2 separate regions of the Mus musculus genome follow, and region 2 is linked to region 1. The links are chromatin contacts, called in public HiChIP or PLAC-seq maps. All regions are on one chromosome and are shown on one strand. The core of a region is the stretch at or near the end of the contact, and the rest is flanking DNA. Distances in the headings are between cores, read along the strand shown.

What was found. HiChIP or PLAC-seq counts read pairs in DNA pulled down with a chosen protein or histone mark.
Region 2: an HNF4G HiChIP or PLAC-seq map of pancreatic cancer cells shows a contact between it and region 1. The contact joins the enhancer-like site here to the promoter of Cenpv in region 1. A contact is called at or near these places in 2 of 39 promoter capture datasets (hippocampal neurons and pre-B cells), 2 of 115 datasets of contacts at active chromatin or transcription factors (embryonic stem cells and pancreatic cancer cells) and 3 of 9 other capture datasets (adipose tissue, liver and pancreatic islet).

Annotation. Positions count from the first base shown.
Region 1 is chr11:62,537,934-62,540,633 of GRCm38.p6, forward strand. It overlaps Cenpv (centromere protein V), which reads right to left and starts at 1,328. Exons shown (of 5, transcript NM_028448.1): 1 at 923-1,328. The coding sequence starts at 1,272.
Region 2 is chr11:62,623,474-62,626,173 of GRCm38.p6, forward strand. The region is part of intron 1 of Lrrc75a (leucine rich repeat containing 75A); the gene reads right to left. Among named protein-coding and RNA genes, the nearest start is that of Lrrc75aos1, 9.9 kb to the right of the region's middle. Within about 2 kb of position 1,343, at least 140 of the 459 cell types and tissues checked have an H3K27ac peak or open chromatin away from gene starts, as enhancers often do. A contact at or near this core is called in hippocampal neurons and pancreatic cancer cells, where this site is marked.

The DNA of each region.
Region 1 (2,700 bases), core at 78-2,577:
CCCAGTAGCTAGTACACAACAGGTACTCCGTGTTATATTTCATTTTTTTTAAGTTTTAACTGATTTTTGTTTTAATGTTTTAAAGCATTCAATTTATAGCCCAAGGGGATAAAATTGAATAAACGAAACAGATAGAAAGCTAACTAAATACTCCAGTTCTTAGAGGATCCACCAAAACCAAGAGAACTAATTCTGGGACAAAGACAAAAGAGCATCTTGTTGTTATGAAAAGTAGTTCAGGTTGTTAAACAATTGTTGGGTTAACGTTAGTTTTCTTTGTCTTTTATTGTTCTTTTTAATTCATCTGCGAGTGAGGGCTATAAGACAAGGGTACTGGGTTTTTCTCGGAGCACAATGGGTAAAGGAGGAAGGGGTTCACATTACATTTGCCAAAGAGCAGGCATCTGGCCAGAGTAGTCATCAGCTCTTTTCCCCAATAACGGACCTCAGATCTGCTCCTTAGGCCACCAAAGAAGCTGGAAGCACTTCAGAAGCACAGACTGGGGGAGCTGCCAGCCCGGACCGGGGATGAGAACATAACACCTTAACTCCCCATTCCCCCTGCAAGCGCCCGTCCTGGACAACGCTTTGCGCGCCTTTCCCTCCGAGATCAATAACCGCACCCTGCACCCTCCCTCCGGGGAACTGATTAGAACAACCGGCCTTCGCTCCTCGGGTCACTAAATTCTCCACTTCGACCTTTCCTCCCGCCCACTCCCCGAAAGCACGTGCAAAAACGGGTAAAACGGTCTTGGTAGCTGGCAAGCCGGGGGATGTCTGTTTTTTCACCCTGAGGGGCCCTTCCGCGCACTCAGCCCGACACCGTCCGGAGCAGCCCGCCAACGGCTCAGCACTCAGCCCTCGGGTCCCGCCGCCCGTGCGCACCTCGCGTGTGCCGGCCCGCCGCCCCCGACACACTCACAAGGTGTCCAGCAGCAGCTTGGCGGCGCCCTCGAAGCTGAGCCGTTGCCGCTTCTGGAACGTCTCCCAGCGCTCCCGCTGCTCCCCCAGGTCGAGCGCCGACACCGAGGCGGCGGGGGTGACCGCCGGCGGTGGCTCCTCGGCGGCCGCCTCCTGGGCCCGCGGCGGTGGCTTGGGCCGCGGCTTTGCCGACGGCTGCGGACCGACCGCCCCGCCCCCGCCCCCGGCCCCGGCCCTAGTCCTGCTCCGGGAGCGCTGCGCGCGGCTTTCGCCGCCGCTCAAGCCCCCGGTGGCCCCCGAGCGCCGCTGCTCCCGCGGGCCGGTGGCCACGGCACTGCGAGTCCGCCGCATGTCTCCCTCAGCCGGGCTCGCAGGCCTCTCGGCTCTGCGCGCTCCCGCCGGCCGATGCGCGTCCCCGCCTCCGACAACCTGAAGGCCCCGGGGGTGGTGCGCGGCGCTCCGGAACACGCGAGCTAGGGACCCAACTAAGAGACCCTGGCCGTGGGGCCGGCCGAGCGCTGAGGGTCTAACGAGACCGCGCCTGCACCTGCGCTTGCAGGTAGCGGTGCCCGTTTGATCAGCGAAGGAGCTTCCAGCCTCCACTGACTCCAACCACACATTTCTAACTGGGGACCTGGGTCAGGCCTCAGTTCATAAATTCACGGCCACATCAGAGCTGGCACGCTTGGGTGACTTCGTGGTTTCCAAGGTGGTAACACTACCAACTTGGCAGAGGCCATCATGTACCTAATGTGAGCTAACGTAGTATGTAAATTGTCGGATATCTGCTACTGGAAGCATAAATGACAGCTGGAGTCAGTTTGATCAATGGTCAACAGGTTTTTTGGTGGTTTTGCAGAACTGAGAATAGGACCCACAGCTTTGAGAAAGCACTCTTGCACTGAGCCACATTCCCAGCCCTAGATTTTGTTTTCAATTTTAAGTAAATGGATCCAGGATTACATTCCATTCATAAGCTTTTGCAGAATACCGTATTGACGTTTAAAGACAAAAATCCCAAGAACCATCCACTGCGGTATCCCAGATAGTCTCCAAACCCTTTCAGTTGTTCTCACACTTTTAAAGAAACGTTTTCTTTTACTCGTTTTTGGTGCATTTTTCATTTTTCAACTTAGTTCTGTTTTTGTTGATTTTATTACAATATAGAGTCCATTTATTATCTTTAATGATGAAAATATGGGTTTTCCCAAATACAGCTTGATTAATTCATAAATCCTCATTAAGTTTTAACACAAAGTTCTCAATAATTGAAACTTCCTAGATGCATAATTTGTTTTGGTGTTTCCTTTGTGCCCGTATCTTAAATGTACAGATTTGCATGCACCAATTCAGATGTGGCATATCCTAGCCACATCTAGACTATCTCCAAAAAGCAAGCAGAAGTGACCACTGTTTTGTTTTGGCTTTTTCTCACTGTGACTTACTTTCGCCTGTTTTGTGTATTTAGAGACAAGGTCTAACCGTGTAGCCCTGGCTGGCCTGGAACTCACGAATAAGGCTCAGGTTTATCTTAGCTCACTGTGATCTGCCTGCCTCCACCTCCTGATACACATTACAGTTTTAAAAATCTTTATTCAGGAGGAGAGCGAAGTATGCGGGTGCATGGGGAGCAGAAGACAGTCTACACCATGAGTTCTCTTCTTGCACCAAACAAGCTGTCTGGTGACAGGCACCTTTACTTGGCTGCCGGGCTTGTTTGAGTCAGGGCTTCATTCTTTAGCCTAGTCTAGTCCTAGACTCACTAAGTAGCTAAGGCTG
Region 2 (2,700 bases), core at 93-2,592, 86 kb after region 1:
TCCAAGGGCATCAGAAGGCCATGTGGTCAAAGGGGCCTAGCATTCAAGGCTCCCTTCTTTCTTTTCCTTTCCCTTCCCCTTTACTGTGCAGCCCAGGCTGGCCTCGAACTTGCAACCCTCCTAACTTAGCTTCCCAACCACTGGGAGTACAGGCCATGGCCAGCTAAGGGTTTTCTTTTTCATCTGTTCTGCTTGCTCCCCTTTGGCTGTTGACTTAATGCTAGGCTCTGCCCCTCTCCTGAGTACATCTGTCCTTGGGGGCGATGCTCTCAGAACTCTGTAATCCCCTTGGCTTACTGTAGGTCTGTGGGTGAGGGACCCTCTCCTTGGGATGTGTTTTTTCCTGATTGTGAAATGGCAGATCAACTACAAGTTATTAAACTGTGTTCTAAGGTCCTGGGGTAGGCAGGTGTTACTGGGGACGGGATGGGGGCAGAGCAGCTCTTGGTCTCAAACAAATAAAAAAATCAAAGTGCTGCCAAAGAAGAGTTGAAAACCACCGAGAAGGTGGGTAGGCTTCTTGTCCTCTGTCTTGCCACACTGGGTCCCATGTCTACAAGCCCCCATATGCCAAGCCATGTGGGGCCATCATATTCTTAGAAAGACCAAGAAAGACCACTGGAGACTGGGCAGGTCAGACTGGGTGCAGACTGCATCTCTCCAGGGCTATCCTTAGCTGTCTCCTTTACCCTTCAACTCAGGAGCCCCATGGCAGACAATGGCTGTCTCTACGGTGTCTCACTGGCATCCCAGAGTTGGAAAGGGTGGAAGAAAGATGCCCCCTCCAGGAGGGGAGAAGTTGGGTAACTGAGTCACAGGGTATCACCTTCCTGAAGAATTTTTAGCTGGGGTGGGCCTCCCAAAGGTCCAAAGGCTACAGTAGGAAACACCAGCCCGGGGCTGGGCAAAGGCTGCTATTTTACTGCTTGTTCAATTTCCGGCCTGGCCTGGGTCCAAGCACACTTGTGTTACAAGGGCATATCACGGTACCTGGGTATCTTTTCTGTGTCTCTTCCTCTAAGTCAGTTCACTGGGGACTTTTGTATCACAGTCCATAAACTGGATGTGAGGGAGGAGAGCTAATTAGCTCCTCAGGGTATCCCCAGATGGCTGCAACTTTTGCCATGGCCCTGGGGAAGCCAGCTCCCCTGACTGTAGGCATGAAGGTACCAGTGTTGTGTGAGGGAACTGGAAAAATCAAATCCAGATGTGGCTGGCCTTGGAGGGGCTGTTGCCTTGCAACAGGGAGGCACTCAGGAGGCTCTCCTCTTCTTCACTGTGTCCTCACTAGAGAACAGCATATCTCTAGGAACCATGCGCACAGATGGCTGCTCATCAGACAGTCTGGGTGAGTCTCTCAAACAGCACTGAGTCACTGCTGATGGGAGCTCCCTTAGGAGGGTGTAGCTGGGCTAGCCCCAAGCCGCTAACTGCTTCCTGCAGTGCCTAAAGGTGACAGGCACACAGGGCATCTCAAGGAGGCGAGCCCCATATGACACTAGCTCAGATAAGCAGGTTTGGAGACATTTTGCAATGGGACAAGCAATGATGGGCTTAGAGCCAAGGCTATGGCTTCCAAAGGGCAAGTATACATCCATTCTGGAAGGCCGAACAGCACATTCCAAGGTCTAAAGACCAGGGGAGGAGCCTGAGGCCCTTTGGAAAAATGAGGCTCTTCAAGGGCCTCTTCCAGGGACATAACTTGCGTCATATTGGGCTCTGTATAGATCCCTGTCCCAAACAACCTGCTGTGACAGCTTGAAGGCAGCTGCAGCAGGCCTGGAAACCGGCTGTTGGGGGAAAGCAGGGTAGCAGCCGTTCACAACGGGAAACAGCCTCTCTTCTTATGTCTTTATTCCCTTTGGAAAATTCAGTTACTTTCATAAAAATCTATTTTTCTCTTATGCAAATTTATTATAAAAAATTTAAAGTTACACACACACACACACAACCCCACCCAGCTTTGTTGAGATATAATCCACACAATTTATTCATCCATAGGACACACTCTGGGGCTGAGGTATATAGCTCAGGGCAGAGTAGCCAAGGAATCCAGGGCCCTCCTCTGGCCTCCCTAATACTCTGCATCTGTGAGGCGTTGGGTTCAACCCTCAGCACACACACACACACAAACCAAAACCAAAACAACAACAACAAAGCCAATCCTAAAGTGAAGCTTTGTACAACCACCATGATACATTTTAGAAGATTTTCATTACCAAGAAACTTTGTGACCATGACCCCAATCCCATGTCTCCCCTCTCAGGCACTGGGCAATCACACCTGCTTCCTGTCTCTCTGTATTCTGAACTTCCTTCTCCTTTGTTATCTACTGTAATTATAGATCTTTCCACAATGTTGCCTTCTCCCTATTGTTACTAATTTTAAGTTAATATAGGTAAGCCCTTTAGAGACCCTCCTCCTTAAAAAAAGAAAGGAAGAAAAGATTTACTTAGCCAGGCATGGTGGCTCACACCTTTTATCCTGGCACCCAGTCTACTGAGTGAGGTCCAGGACAGCCAGGGATACAGAAACAAAAATCAAAACACACCCTGCCCCCAACATTTACTTATTTTTATTTTATGTGAATGAGTGCTTGCTTCAATGCACGTGCCCTGTGTGTGTGCCTGGTACCAGGGAAGTCAGAAGAGGGCACTGCATTCCCAGGAACTGGAGTTACAGATGGTTGTGAACTGCCAT